Linked DNA regions of Mus musculus: region 1 is linked to region 2. Evidence: chromatin contacts called from public capture Hi-C data. All regions are on one chromosome and are shown on one strand. The core of a region is the stretch at or near the end of the contact, and the rest is flanking DNA. Distances in the headings are between cores, read along the strand shown.

Region 1 (7,395 bases), core at 390-2,889, 310 kb before region 2:
TAAAAAGAAAAACTTTTCAAGTAGATAAAGAGTATGGGGGTGGAAATAAGAGAAGGACAAAGATTTTGTTTTTAAGTTGCTATTGGATGAAAGTTTTTGGCCTTGAGGCAGAGTCTCAACTGTATAACTCTAACTATGAGGCACTGTCTCTTGGTAGACCCAGACGACCTCATATTTGTAGAGTCTCCTGCTTCTGTCTCCCAAGGGCTAAGACTGCCAACACTCAGGCAGCCATATAATCAGTCTTAGTTTTCCTCTCAATCTATACTCATTGTGCACAAAAACTGGTCCTTCTGGCGAAGACCTAGTGTTGCCCAATCTAGGAGTAACTTCCATATCCAAACATAGACTTGGCTGTGAAACCAAAATTGGAGTTCAACTACAGTGACATTTGCTGGGCCCTTAAAAAATATAGACCTTTGATATCCTAGCAGCGGAGCTGAGCCCGGGGTTGCTGGATTAGCAGGTGGGGACAGGTTTTTGTGGCTACATTTGTTATCATTGTCCAAAGGAATGGCCCTCTCCAGTTGCTGTTGAGCATGTGTGCTCAGTAGCCAGCACTCTTTTTCTCTCCTATATACATCCTATCCTTATTCAACGGTCTAGAGAAATGCTCAATTGCCCCAAGGAACCTTTCTAGGGAAGAAAGTGACAGGAAAGGAACCTCTGGTCATAGGCTCTATGGTCTAGAAAAATGCTCAGTTGCCCCAAGGAACATTTCTAGGGAAGAAGGTGACAGGAAAGGAACCTCTGGTTATAGACTCTACCGATGAAGGGGGAAAGGCTGGAAATGGGAGTTCCTTTATAGGGAGGTCACATCCCCTTCACAAAAACAACCCAAAGAGAACTAACTGGTACTGATTTTGGATTGATGAAGTGAAGACACCCCAGGGAGGAAGTGGCAAAAGCGAGGATGAAAACACTTTGATTCCACAAGGTGCGTCAGGGAAAGTTGGCGTTCATTTCGCCCGGGATGGAGACTTCTCTCCCACGGGGCCACGATTGGGTCAAAGGAAACCCCCGCTCCCCTCCGCCCTTACCTCATTGGTGTGTGTAGCCCCAGCCATGAGTCTACCAAATTTTCCCTCCAGTCTGCCCATCCCCACCCCTATCAAGGCTGGAACTTTATTAAGGCAGATTAAGGTTCGGTCAGTCGCCCAGAGGAACAAGGAACCTGGAAGGAGAGATGAGGAGCCTGATGAATAGGAACTGTGCCCAGGAAGAAGGTAGGGACTGGGCGTGGAGAAGGAACACGCGATGGCTGCTGCGGCCCGGGCGATCGCCAGCTGGCCGGCTCAAAGGGGTGGTTTCGGGTCTTCTGGAAGGCCCAGAGGCTCACTAGAGATAGTCAAGATTCAGGAGTACATGCGTAGCAGAACGCTCGCCTTGAGAGGCCGTGGGAACTCAGGAGCGCAGCACCCGCCCGCGCTTGAGCACCGCGAGCCCACAACACCCTCCAATTCTGAGTTCCCGTCACTCTGCTGCGTTTTCCCCCTCACCCCGCCCCCAGCTCAAGAAACGCCGGGGAAATGGGCGGGGCCTGGGCGGGGCCCGCCCCTTTTCCTGCTCTGATTGGCTGATGCAGTTGTCCATCCTGACTCTATTCTTGATGGAGGGGGGTTACCACCCGCTCTGCCCCAGATCACGTTTGCCACCCACAGCCAAACACTCTTGTCCAAGTCCGCGGGCAAGAGGCGATTGGGGACGAGCGAGCTCGGCATCTCAGGCCCAGTCCGGTCCACACCAGCCCGAGGCGGAATATCCTGATCGCCCCCCACCAGGCCACCTCCCCTCGTGGAATCGGAGCGGCGGCCTCACAGGAAGGCAGAAGCGAAATGTAGCGAGCCGGGTGTCGCGGTTGGACGCTCGCCTTGCCTGGGGGTGTAGCGGGGAACACGCGGGGGCTCGAGGAGGACGGCTGAGGGGGAGGAGTGATGAGAAGAGGGGGTACCCTACATCCCCCAATTCCGCGGGCCCCTGCTACCACTCTCCAGGCGCCCTTTCTCCCCAGCAAGGCGCAGGTCAGTGTTGTTGGGTCTGGGAGGGAGGGAGACGAGGGCGGGGGACTCCAGGACGCAGTGCTTTTGCAGTCTTGAGTTGCCGGGAGTCGGCGGAAATCAACTAGGCACTCCTCCTCCCCACCCCTGTAGTTGGGGATACCTAAACCGGGCTTTTTTGTCCATCCCCGCTTGGAAAGGAGACGCGGCTTCCTAGAGCCTGAGGCCCATCGGTAGTGGCTTTACTGCTGATGTAGTTGAGAGACTGGCCTGCTCCCCTTGCTAGCCCCCTTCCAGGTCAAAGTGGCCTGCCAGAAAGACGGGAGGGAGGGGGCAGTCAGGTTTTAGCGAAGGAACTCAGAAACTTTGCTGGCTCGGGGGCGGTGGACTCAGACTGAGTGTTTCCTCTTGGCTGACTAGTGAGGATCTTTGAAAACAACGGTGCTGTGTTAAGGTGGCTTGGCTGGTGACCGAGTTAGTGGAAGACTCATAACTTGGGCCCTAGAGTTTGATTCTGCCTTAACCAAACTGGAGTTGACTAATTGTGAGTGTTTGGAATACTAACAGCCTGTTCATCATACCTGCAAAACCCTCTGGATTTTTTTTTTTTTTTTTTTTTACTATTGAGAGCCATGCTGGTGAAATGCAACAAGTTGGTGGCAATTCGTGGGGATTCCTTTAAGCTAAGAAAAGCAGGGCAGGCAAAGACAGACATGATTTGGGAGTAAATGCATATTAGCTTGTGACACTTGGATTTGCCTGACTTTGTTTTTCTTTCCTCTTTCTACACCTTTTACCGATGATATTTTTGTTTTTAAGAGTTACACCATGTCTGGCTGTCAGTAACCCGAGAGGAAAGGGGGAAGGCCAGGCAACCAAAAATGTAGGAATAAACAGTAGCTTCACCCTCTGTCTCTTCAATCTAGTTAACTGCCGGGTCCTATCTGACAGGCTCACAGGATCTAGCATAGAGAGAAGTGTAAATGCAGCCTGGACCAGGGTTTAGCCTGTGGTTTCTGTAACACTCGACTTTCAAGGGCAAGAGTAAGAAGGAGGCCTCTGGTTCTTGGCCTTGGTCTTGGCCGGCTTGCCCTGCCCCGGTTGCCTGGGGAGTTCTCCTGGCTTCCTCTCCCATCCCAGCAGGGGGCTAGGACAATTAGAGGTCTAGGGATGCTCCCCTCAATGACCAGCCTCTCTGTTTGCCCTGTCTTGCTGTTGCTGTCTTGTAATAAGTCACTCAAGAAGAGTGAATGCGTAGGGAGTTTGCATCTGAATCTGTAACTTTACTGATAAGGGACTATACTTAAGTAATACTGAGTTCTTATCAAGATCCGAGAAAACAACTAATCACATCCCTGCCCACCCCAGGTTGCTCAGGAGGCAATGCCAAGGTCTCCTATGAAGCATCCTCCTTTTGGGTGGTGGTTTGCTGGCTGGGAATCTGCTGGGAATAGAACTCACTGCATCTCGACATGAAGTGGGGCAGGACAGTGTAATTCTAGCAGGAAAAGAACAGCTAATAGCCACCCCTGTAACACCACATGCTCTGCAGATCATCCTAGTAGGAACTGGTTTTTGCTATGTACCAACATTCATTCTCCCCCCCCCCCCTCTTCTTTTTGTCCTTCCTCCCAACGTAAGGTGTTCCACACCAATTCTTGTGACTTTAAGGACCAGGCAACTGAGAAAGTACAAGATCCTCTCAAGAAGGGAAGACATCTCTGGGAGAGAGAGGAAAGATAGCAGACACTGGGACCAGCTGAGCCCAGCCACGGTGCTGTGAGAAGCTGAAGCCACCCAGCAGGAGTGAGAAGAAACCCTGGCCTCAGATTGAGGCTTCGTTCTCAACGATCTGAACTCATTCAGCTTTTCCCAAGAGAGGGCTGCAGCATCAGGCACTCCAGACTCAGGTTGAGCTCTTCTGCTCCTGCTCTGAGGAGCTGGCCACTGAGAACCAAAGATTGCCCCTGGCACAACACAGAGCTGCTGGGAGCAGGCACCCACTACCCATAGAGGCAGCTGCTGCATCTGGTGAGGACTTTGTTTCCTTCCAGCTCCAGGCTGCATTGCTTGATGGGGCTGTCTTTTGGTAGATCAGTTTTTACAGTGCCCGGTAGGAGTGGAGAGCCGTGGGAAGAGGTCTTGCGGCAATCAAGCCTGGGTTCACCCCAAGACTAAGTTCTTTCCCAAGTCAGAGTCGAAGAGAGAAAGAAAAATAAATAAATTCTCCCCTCCTCTCCTCCCTGCCTGTCATGTCCTCTAAGCCAGAGCCAAAGGACATCCACCAGCCGAATGGTACTGGCCCTACTCCTTCTCCCTGTTCTTCGGATGGCCCTGGGCGAGAGCCCTTGGCTGGGACCTCAGAGTTCCTGGGGCCTGATGGGGTGGAGGTGGTAGTGATTGAGTCCCGAGCTAACGCCAAGGGAATTCGGGAGGAGGACGCCCTACTGGAGAACGGGAGCCAGAGTAACGAGAGTGACGATGTCAGCACAGACCGGGGCCCCGCGCCACCCTCTCCGCTCAAGGAGACCTCCTTTTCCATTGGACTGCAAGTGCTGTTCCCCTTCCTACTGGCAGGCTTTGGGACTGTGGCAGCTGGCATGGTGCTGGACATTGTGCAGGTAAGACCTGAGGAGGGTGTCCTCTGCTCACAAGCCCTTGCTCAATACCTTGGCCTTTGGGGAAACTGACTCTTAGAAGTTCCTCTCCACTTCTGTGTCAGAAGCAGCTGCTGCTTCCTAGAATACTCTTTCCCTTTGGATTACATCCTTGGTTTCATCGATGTCTCTGTTACTTACTGCAGAACCTTCAGAGAGGCCAAGTAGCCCCAGGGAGGTGGTCAGAGCAGTATTGCCTAACAGTAACAGATGTAACTCCAGAGCTCAGCCTCGGGGTGGGAAGAGAGGAGCAGGCCTGTTGCTTGCTATGCCTCCTCAGTGCTGTTGATTCCAGCTCAGTAGGAGACATCTAGATAGGTCTCCTCTTTACGCCTGCTTTCCTTTCTCCAGAGGTTTCAAGGATACCAATGATAGAACACTCCTTTTCAAGCCTCTCCTCCATTCCCCCGCTGGGCAGGAATTTACTCAGCTGTCAGGAAGGGTCTCAGACCCAGTGAGAAAGCTCTTAAGGCATTTTGTATTGCTGATCTTTGTGCATCCTTGGCACGGTCTCCTTGGTGAGCGAGGATGGTTTGGGAAGGTGGTATAAGATCTGAAGAAGCTCTAAGTGTCGTGGATGGGAACAGAATGTAACCAGACCTTAGCAGGAGCGTCCCTCTCTGCTCCTCGTCTGTCACAAACATGCTCTGGGCAAACAGGAAACTTTGTGAGGATACTGGATAGACAAAACAGTACGAGTTGGTAGGACACCTGGGAACTAAGAGCCAGAGCAGGGGCAAGCTGTATTTAGTGCATTGTGAGTCAGGACTTACCAAGAGCCTCCAGGTTGGAAAGAGAAAAAGTCTTGTTTTGAAGTTAAAGCTTTTGAAGCTCAGTGACACACACACACACAGCTTTCTACCAGTGCTAATCAGAATATGTCTAGTGCTTGCTAAATGCTGGCTTTATCCTAGGTACTCCAAAGGACAGGGGCAGAAGGAGATTGGTCCTTGGGGACCACTCCCCCCACCCTGCCCCAGGGCTCCCTCACTGTGACATCTCCCGAAAGGATAGGAGGTTCAGCCTCGCCTCCCTTTGTGCCCAGCTAACACTCAAGCCGGGCTCACAGAGACTGCCATGGGGGTCTCCAGGTCCTTCTCAGGTGACTGAAGGTAGTGGGCTGTAGGTGCTGTATGTAACATCCATGTAGACCATGAGGCTTGAACCTTGCAACTTAGGAAGCTTAATGAGAATATTTATAGCTGGTGAAAGTGTCTGGTGCTGCCTTCCCTCTCTTCAAACCTGTTATTGTGAGGACTGTTCCTACCCGGACTTAGGAAGCCAATCCAGAGCTTGGGGCTCTCCGTCCACCCCACCCCACCCCACCCCGCTGATTGCTCAGAGCAGGGGGAAGGAAGAAGGGGAGAAGACATGAGACTGGCTTTGTAGTCTCCCTCACCTCTCCTTTCTGAGGCCTTGGTTCTCATTCTTACCATTTGGGGGTTCTCGATGAATGCCTGCAAAGAGCTTCAGGGCTGTGGGTGTAGCTCAGTGGTACGGTGCTTGCCTAGCACGCACAAATCCCCAGTTTCCATTCCCAGCACCACAGAATGAAAACAAGGGGCCTACAGAACGAGCATCCTGTGGTGAGCCAGGAGACATTTAGCTTAGTTTCTGATAATGATGATGCTAGCATAGGTTAATGGGGGTCTTTCCTGTAAGCCTAAAAAGTAGGAAAAAGGCATCTCCATTTTGTGGATGAGAAACTGTGGCATAGAAATACCAGTGGTTATCTCCCCCAGAGCTTGTGTCAGTAACCCCTGTGACCTTCATTATGGCCGGGATTTGCAGACTGGCTTAAGACTGAGGAGCCTGCTGCTTTTGTCTTGTCTTGAAGAACAGGGCAAACTGGGAACCAGAACGATTGGCATTGGCTTTTAAAGTGAACAAAAGCCAAAGGGAGAGTAGGGTCCAGCTCCCCTACCCCTCACTCTCCACCTCTGACATGGCAAGGTCCAAGAGTAGGAACAGACCTCTGATGCCTTGCTTTATGTCCTAGGTTGTAGGGGACCCGGAGCTGCCTAGTGTGCCCACAGAGGGTTGGCATCTCCCTCAGTGTGGCATCTTGGCTCATACCAGAGCTAGGGTTCCGTTGGTGTAGATGACAATGACTGGCTTGTCCTTGTGCCCCCTTCCCCCATGGTCCCACCACAGCTGGGCTAAAGCAGGGCCCATAGATGGCTACAGCAGTAGAACTGGAGTGGGCGAGTATGGGGGGGTGGGGGTGGGGGACAGGGGCAGGGAGCCCCAAGAAGGTTCTTACTCTACATCCTGGGGAGTGATGGGGATGGTTGATGCTCTGAGATACAGGAGTCACACCTGTGTTCTCCTTTCAGGATAAGATTACCTGCAGTGAGACAATCCCAAAGTGCCCAGATAGGGCTGGTTGCTGGTTGCTCAAGGCCCCCGTGGTTCCAGAGCATCAGGAGTCTGCACTCAGTACAGAGATGCCACCTTGAGCCAAGGTTCCCACTGCAGCTAATACTGGGCTTTTCCTAGAGACCTGCTTCTGTCCAGTCAGACCCCTTGCTTCACTTCCTGCGTGTAGTCGCCTCCACAGTGAAATGAGGAGCAGAGGGATCCTCCAGGTTAGAAGAGAAGCAGACTGCAGTCTGTTCTGACTTGCCCACTGCAGCCAATAGTTTTGAGGGAAGTAGGAGCGAGCCCAGTGTTGGCTTTAGAAAGAGACTGCATAGGAGCCTCAAGCTGCCCATGCTTTATTGCCCCCCTACCCCCCATTC
Region 2 (7,427 bases), core at 793-3,292:
AGACGAGGAGGAGGAGGAGGAGGAGGAGGAGGAGGAAGAGGAGGAGGAGGAGGAGGGAGAGGAGGAAGAGAAGGGAGAGGAGGAGAAAGAGGAAGAGGAAGAGGAGGAGGGGCAGAAGAGAAGGCTAGAGTGAGGTAGGAGTCAGAAGACCCAAGCCAGGCTTTTTCCCTATGAAGAGCGGCCTCTTCCCCTGGGAGCAGGATCAATTAACTGACAGAGAACACAGGGTTTGGAGAGAAACACAATCCCATTCCCTCTGGATCTCAGGGCAGCTATCCCCTCCCCGAACAATCCCAGACTAGGAATCCACTTGTTTCTCAGATTATTGTCCCTCTGGTAAAGCCTGGGTCTGCCTGGGGAGCCTGATTACTTAGAGAACTACCCCTGTCCTCCCTGGGAATTCCAGCCCAGGAAGAGCAGGAGTTGGGACCGGGCTTGGGGTCAGATAGATGTAGACCGGATTGAACCCGTTACATCACTCTCACCCACCCCTCCCCCAGTCTGTTCCTTGGCTAGTGCATTAGTGATCATAACACTCATGAACTATCATAACATTATTATGACACCTTGCTTGGCACATTGCAGAGATTGGAGACAGGAGCTGGGGCAGAGGGAGCCTCCGATGCAGCCCAAGTCCACAGGCATAGCTGCCTGTTGGCCACACCCCAGAAGCTATCCCAGGCCCAAGGCATGACAAAGACATGCGTTCTTGAGACACAAGGATTTGGATCCCCACCTACCCCGCCTCACTGTGGGCTATGTGCCTCCATTGAATCTCACATCTGATAGGGTGGGGGCTTTGCGACCCACGGGGCCCAGGCCACACAACACAGCTGGGTAGGCTGGGGAAGATTGCTCAAGGCCGAGCTGGGATGACAAAGAGGGGCAGATGGCAGCAGCCAGAACTCAGAAGGTTCTGAGGACTGCCCCTATCCCACAATTCTACCCCTGCTCCTGGGAAAGCTTAAGAGAAATATATGAGGCCGCTGGAGCCTAGAGGGGTGCTGACCCCTCAGTACAGGGAAAACAACCCCAAGGCCATCAGGGGCCTGTCCCCCAACCGCGTGGAACAGAGCCTCTGACCCACCCCATTTTCAGAGTCCTGTTTGTGACCTCCAAACAGAGCAGTCAAGCCATGCGTTTGAAGAGCGAGCCACCCACCCTCCTTTCCCACACGCTATCAACCGCTGTCCACAGGAGGGGAGGATCATTGCTTCTCTGGACTTAGCCCAAGAGAAGAGACACGTTCCCTAGCGACTCTCCTCACCACGCAGCCAGCGCTCGGGGCTTCACCTGTCCTCAGTTTTCCCCAGGTCTCTGGCCTACCACCCATGGCCTGTGGGGCTGGAAAGTTCACGAAAGCCCAGAAAGCTCTTCGAGGTGGCAATCTGGCCCTACACTCTCCTGAATCCCTTCGTTATCGGGACTCCTGACCCTTGTCCTTCCCATAAGGAAAGCACTTAGCGTCTGGCTTGTGCCTGGGAGGGGAACTTTTGCGTTTGTAGGGTTCCGACGGAGGTCAGGGCCAAAGGGAGTCCGGGATCCAGAGTCCCCGCGGGGCACGCGTTCTGCCTCAGCACCTGGAACTTGGGAGTGGCTTTCCCAGGGCATCCTTCACCCCACACACACACCAAAAAAATAAATAAATAATAAAAAAATAAAACGCAAGCGCGCCTGCCGAGCGCCCATCGCCTATGGCAGCTGGGGAATTCTGCCCAAATCTCCAGCGCAAAGGCAGTCGGCCCCTTTAAGGACCGCCCGGCTTACCTTTGCTCAGCTTGCCCGGCGCGGTGCCCCTCTCTGGCCGCCGCGGCGGACTCTGCGCGTGTCCCGGTCGTGGCGAGCCGGCTCCCGCCCTCCGCGGCCGCGCTGCCAGGCTTAGGTGCCCTGCCCCGCGCCCCGCCGGGGTCCCTACTCGGGACCCTGGCTCTTCCTGGCCCTGGAAAGGTGAGCGGTTTTCCCCCCAAAGAAGCTGTAACCTGAGCTGCGGGAGAAGGGAGAAGGGAGGGGTGCAGGAAGGTGGGTAAGAGGAGGAGGAAGGCAAAAGCCGGGCCCCAGCCAGAGTTTTTCACGTGTACAAGTTGACTCCGCCTTTGTCCGGACCGGCCCTGCCCACAGTCACTGCCAATCCCTTGCTCTCCCTCTGTCCCAGGGCCACCCCTTTCTCCCACTCTGGGAACTAAGGCCTGTGCTTCTTCCTGTTCCCCTCATAAGCTGGCCCTAAACTAAGTACAGGGTGAGGCCCTTTAGCCTGGACCACACCGGACAGGTCTCTGTCTCTACCCAACCTGCTGAGTGCCAATTTCGGGGGGTGGGGGGAGGGTAGTGGGGGCAGCGCCTAGCACCTAAGAGCTAATGTGCGATCTCAGGGCACAGGGCCTCGCCTATTCTCCTCTCTTTTATGGAGTGTGAAATTGTCACTTACCTGATAATATCTCCCTGATCCCTTCCCCCATCTCTGCCTCTCCATGGCCTGGAGGAAGAGTTCCTTCCCACATAGCATCCCTCTTCCACTATGAAGAGGAACAACTCTGTCCTTTTTGGCCAAGTGAATCAACTAAGAAGCTTTGCAGATAGGCAATGCTAAGTCAGGTCTCGGTTTACACAAGGGGAAACTAAGTCTCAGAAAGGAGACTGAAGAAGCCCAAAGTCCTACAAGGCTTAGAACCCAGGTCAAACATCATTCTCCCACACTGTCTAACGTCAGGGGTCAAAAACCACCACCAGGGGCGCTGGAGAGATGGTTAAGCAGTCCTGAGCAGTTACTGCTCTTGCAGAGGACCCCGGTTCCGTTTCCAGCACCCGCATGACTGCTCACAACTGTCTATAGCTCCAGTTCTAGGGAATCTGACACCTTCTGATCCATGGTGCCAAGAACATATGTGTTAGATACACACAGCTGTGGGCGAAATTCGCGCGTGCACACAAGCTAAATATAAATAAACCTTTTGTTTGTTTAAAGCACGCCACAAAAACGCTGGGGTGGGCTGAGGGTCAGCCTTCTTATGCTGGGGCCTTTTTATCCTTGCTTCCGGTGCTCTGCCGGGACTACATCAAAGAGGTCCTTGCCCTCTGTTCTTTTAGCAGATATGGCACATAGCTTCTGCAATCTGGGTGCCCTTGAGAAGGCTGCTTTGAGGAGAATGTGGTGTTGGAAAGAGGACAGTTTTCTTCTAAAAGACAGAGTCCTGAGGTCACAGCCACATGAGAGTGACTTATGGGTGGCTGACATCCCACAAGGGCCTACCAGCTCTTTGCTACCTTCCCTACCAGGGCATGGAGATTTTTCTGGGAATGAGTGTTTTATGCAGCTGTGGCTGCTACAAGCTGAAGGGCTGCAAAGAGTGCCTACAGCCAAGCCTCTGGATTTGGGACAGAGGATACCTGTCCTGTTCCATGAGTAACTAGGAAAACCTAGGCTTAGGCGTGGTGGGGAGGGCCTGCACTCAGGAGGAAGAGGCAGGAGGATCACTATAAGTTCAAGATCAGCCTGGTTTCCCCAATGAATTCTAGGCCAGCCACGGAGTGAGACATGCTCTCTAGAAGAGGAGGAGGAAAAGAAAGGGGGAGGGGGAGGAGAAGGAGGGAGGAGGAGGAGGAAGACAATGACAAAGACAGGGAGCAGGGAGGCTATGTCAATGCCAGGGAAGGTTGGAGGGCTGGACTATGCCTAAGTATTTAGAGGATTAGAGAAGATGGGGCCAAAGGGTAGAATTTCAGAGAGCCAGGGGGTAAGGTCAAAAGGTCTCAATAAACAGTTTCTGAACATCTTCTGCATGTCAAGCAGTAATCAGGTTTCTGAGCCCAGAGGATAAATAACACCCTGGACCCTCCCCTCCAGGAGTTTGTACGGAAGGGAAGCAAATGAGAAAGACGCTTAAGTCTGCTTTCCATTGCTATAACAAGCACCTGAGGTAACCAGCTTATAAAGAGAATGTGGAGGGGGGAAGAGGGAGGAAGGGGGAGGAGAGCATGCTTTTGGAGGGTCCAGTCTGTGAACAAATGACTGTCGCTTTTGGAACTATGGCAGTGTATGTCATGATTGGGAACAGGTGGAAGATTGAAGTCACTCATCTCGGAGCTTGAGAGTCAAAGAGAAGAGAGGGTGGTCTGGGGCCCCACTACCCTCAGGGGTCCATGCTCAGTGACCATCGGACCCTGACTCCAGGGTTTTGCCCCCTGCAGCCACAGGATGGCAACTGAGCCTTCAGAACACGGTCCCGTTGTGCACTAATACAGTGCAGAGGTCAGTGCTGGGTGACCGCCGGGGACAGTCCCCGTGCTCCGTCTGAGCTGAGGGTCACAGGAAGAGAACAGAGGTGATTCACGGTTCAGCAGGGTGACACGGAGCAGCACGGAGCAGCTCAGGAAAGAGATCTCACCAGGTCACCTTAGGGCACCCTCTCCAGCGGCCGGGGTCAAGGTCAGAAGTCAAGCCTGGTGACGAGTGATACAGTCTTAGACTGTGGCACCCCAGTAGCAGAGAGAGGAGGACCTGATTTGAGGGATGGTTAGAACATTCGTAGAACCGTATGCCTGTGCTACCAGAAAAAAAAAGAGTAAAGAGAGTCCAGGCTGGACAGGGCCCTGGGGCTTTAGTGTGCCTTCATACTCAGCTCTCTTTACTACTGTGTGACCTTGGGCAAGTGACCTAACCTTTCTGAGCCTGATTTTACACCCTATAGGACAAAGACACTAAAGTTAATCTCATGCATCTGTGGTGCAAATCAGAGACAATAAATGCTAAAGACCTAGCCCAGGGCTTGGTTCACAGACTTGACAAGCAGTAAAGATGGTTACCGTCATTGGTCCACCCAACAAGCATTTAAGAAGCCCTCGCTGTATACTACTGTCCTAGGTCCTTCTGCTCAAGCCCTGTTCTCATGCAGTTCACTGTCCACGGAGAGAGAGGTGTGAAGAGGGACCGTCATGTGTCAAGGCGACATTGTCCGGAGCAGAGGGCAGAAGCTTTATTCTGTCCCAGCACAGCTTCTCAAAGGACAGGTAACAGTGGAGACAGTATAAGGCCAGCGACCTGGCCCAAGACTGTCAAATCATCCTGTCTCCAGCGTGTATTTGCCCTCAGAATTCTGAGCTCACCTCCCTTTAAAGGCATTGTCTAAGAGGGGCTCATGGCTGTGATTCCAGCTCCTTGGGAGGCAGAGGCAAAACTGTGGAAAGCTCAAGACATATCTGGTCTAGGGATTGAGTCCAAGCTGGATATCTAAAGGATAAAGAGCTAGAGCTGTAATGTAGTTAGAGAGCTTACCCAGCAGTCACAAAGCCCTAGGTTCAAATCCCAGTACCAATAATAAAAAATGATAAAAATGTAAATTGAGGCATTGTCTTAGCTGTGTGGTGGAACACCTGTTATCCCAACTCTAGGAAAACTGAGGCGAGAGGATAGTGAGCTGGGGGCTAACATGGGCTACTTAGAGCTTGTTTCAAAAACAAACAAACAGACAAACAAACATAAAGGCACCAATGGCTTCAGATGGTGGAGCCCAGTCACACAGGGCCTTGGCATTCCCTGACATGTAAGTGGGGAGAAGGGCTAACTAGGTAAGAGTGAGTGTCTGATGTTGGCAGGACTCCAGCTGGGTCACGAGTATGCAGTGGGCACTTCACGCCCATCCGGGCATAGGAAGTGACATGTGGAGCTTGAACCATCATTTCCTGCTGTCTGTCTGCATCCTTCCAAGACTTCCTTTAAAGCTCTCGTGTCCCCCACTCAACCACACCTATCTTCTTGCACATATCTCTTCAGACAGCTCAGTTGTTGGCAGTACTAAACGGTGCCTCCTGCTACTGTGGGACATCTATTCTGCTGCCCTCTGATCAAGACCTCGGGCTGTGAAGCCCCACAGTCTGTGTCACCTTGGTCTGTCCTAGCTCTGGCTTATTTTCTATCTATGGTAACGATCCACCCCCCACGAGGCTGCCGTGAGTTCCGAGATGTAAATATGCCCCCCATCCATACTTCTCCCCTTCTTGCAGACTGTCGACCCCTGTCCTAAGAGCCCCACTCCTCGGGTCCTTCCTTCAGCATCCCCTTCCCTCCTCTTGGGGAGAACTTGAGGACTCGTGGGAGGCCAGGGTGGCCCTTGCAGTGCTGCGATTCTGGCAGACCTGAGCATCACAGGGTCCGAGTGAGGAGCAGGGCAACCCCTCCCTCTTTGTCAGTGCTCTGCAGATTGGATGGCATCCTTAGGTGCCTGAGGGATATATGGGGAATCTGGAAACCGCTCTGCCTCCCAGACTGTGTGGGCAGCACATTTGAATAATTTCTGTAAACCCAAAGTTCAAGCATGTTCCACTTCTTTCCCCAGAAGGCTCACAGCATCCAACAGGGAGAGCTTGGCCAGCTGTAAAGCTCTTCTGGCACACACACATACACACACACACACACATACACACACACACACACACACACACACACACACATGCACACACACGCTCACATACACACATGCTCACACTCACACACACTTGCACTCACATATACATATGCTCACACTCACACATGCTCACACACACACACACACACACACACACACACACACACACACAACTCTAGACTTCAGTGGAATGATAACTGTGTCCCCAGAAGGCTTTAAGTCAGGGTAGACACACCTGCCTTGTTGACCCTGGCAATCATCAAATTAGAACCCCACCCCTGCATTCAGCAGTAGTCCCAACACTTACCACACACAAGAGTATGCTCTCTCTCCCTCTCCCTCTCCACATTGATGCATTGCCATGGCAACAAAGCCATCCCACAGAGCCTGAGTAAATGGGAAGGTGTCCCTTAGCAACAAGACTGGAGCAGTGTTTGGTGAGGATGCTGGTGAGGCCGGCAGGGCAGGCAGGGCACTGAGAGGCTCTCCCGGCAAGATTGGGTAGGACAGTTCTTGAAGGTGGGGCTGGGGCTTGCTCACCCCTGGAATGGGGTCAAAGACTCATCCCTGTATTACTGTGGGTGCTCAGAGCAACCAATCACTTTCCAGCAATGAGGATGGTAGCAATAGGTTATCTTAGAAAACCTTAAGAAATCTGAAACTTGGATAAAAGAGTTCATTGATTGCTAGAAAGATCAAAGACGAACCCTAAAACTCATTGTGTAAGTTCATTGTAGAGCTGGCCTCAAGTCCAGTGGAAAACATCTGCTCAGTGGTTTACTCTGAAGAATCCAGGTATTGTTTCCAGATGTGGTCAGGTGGACTGTGGGGGGCCAGGAGAAGGACCTGGTGAGAACATAGGGACGTGTTCAGGGGAGTATTGGATGGGCCAGGGGACAGGCAGATGGAGGTGACACACTGCCCCAGAGATGCCAAAACCTATTAGCTGTACTTGGAAACTGTCCCCAGCATGCACCTGTCACAGTTCTTGCCTCAGTGGGCCACCAGAGACCATAACCGAAACCAGAG

The links. Capture Hi-C pulls out chosen DNA fragments and counts their contacts.
Region 1: a contact with region 2 is called in a capture Hi-C map of embryonic stem cells, with 2.4 times the contacts expected there. The contact joins the promoter of Slc41a1 here to the promoter of Cdk18 in region 2. A contact is called at or near these places in 4 of 39 promoter capture datasets (cranial neural crest, liver, pre-B cells and 1 more), 1 of 115 datasets of contacts at active chromatin or transcription factors (embryonic stem cells) and 1 of 9 other capture datasets (embryonic stem cells).

Annotation. Positions count from the first base shown.
Region 1 is chr1:131,826,373-131,833,767 of GRCm38.p6, forward strand. Slc41a1 (solute carrier family 41, member 1) reads left to right here and starts at 1,640. Exons shown (of 11, transcript NM_173865.3): 1 at 1,640-2,021; 2 at 3,639-4,618. The coding sequence starts at 4,250.
Region 2 is chr1:132,137,643-132,145,069 of GRCm38.p6, forward strand. Cdk18 (cyclin-dependent kinase 18) reads right to left here and starts at 2,043. Exons shown (of 16, transcript NM_008795.2): 1 at 1,768-2,043. Gm30153 (a long non-coding RNA gene) reads right to left here. Exons shown (of 2, transcript XR_387379.2): 2 at 7,113-7,244.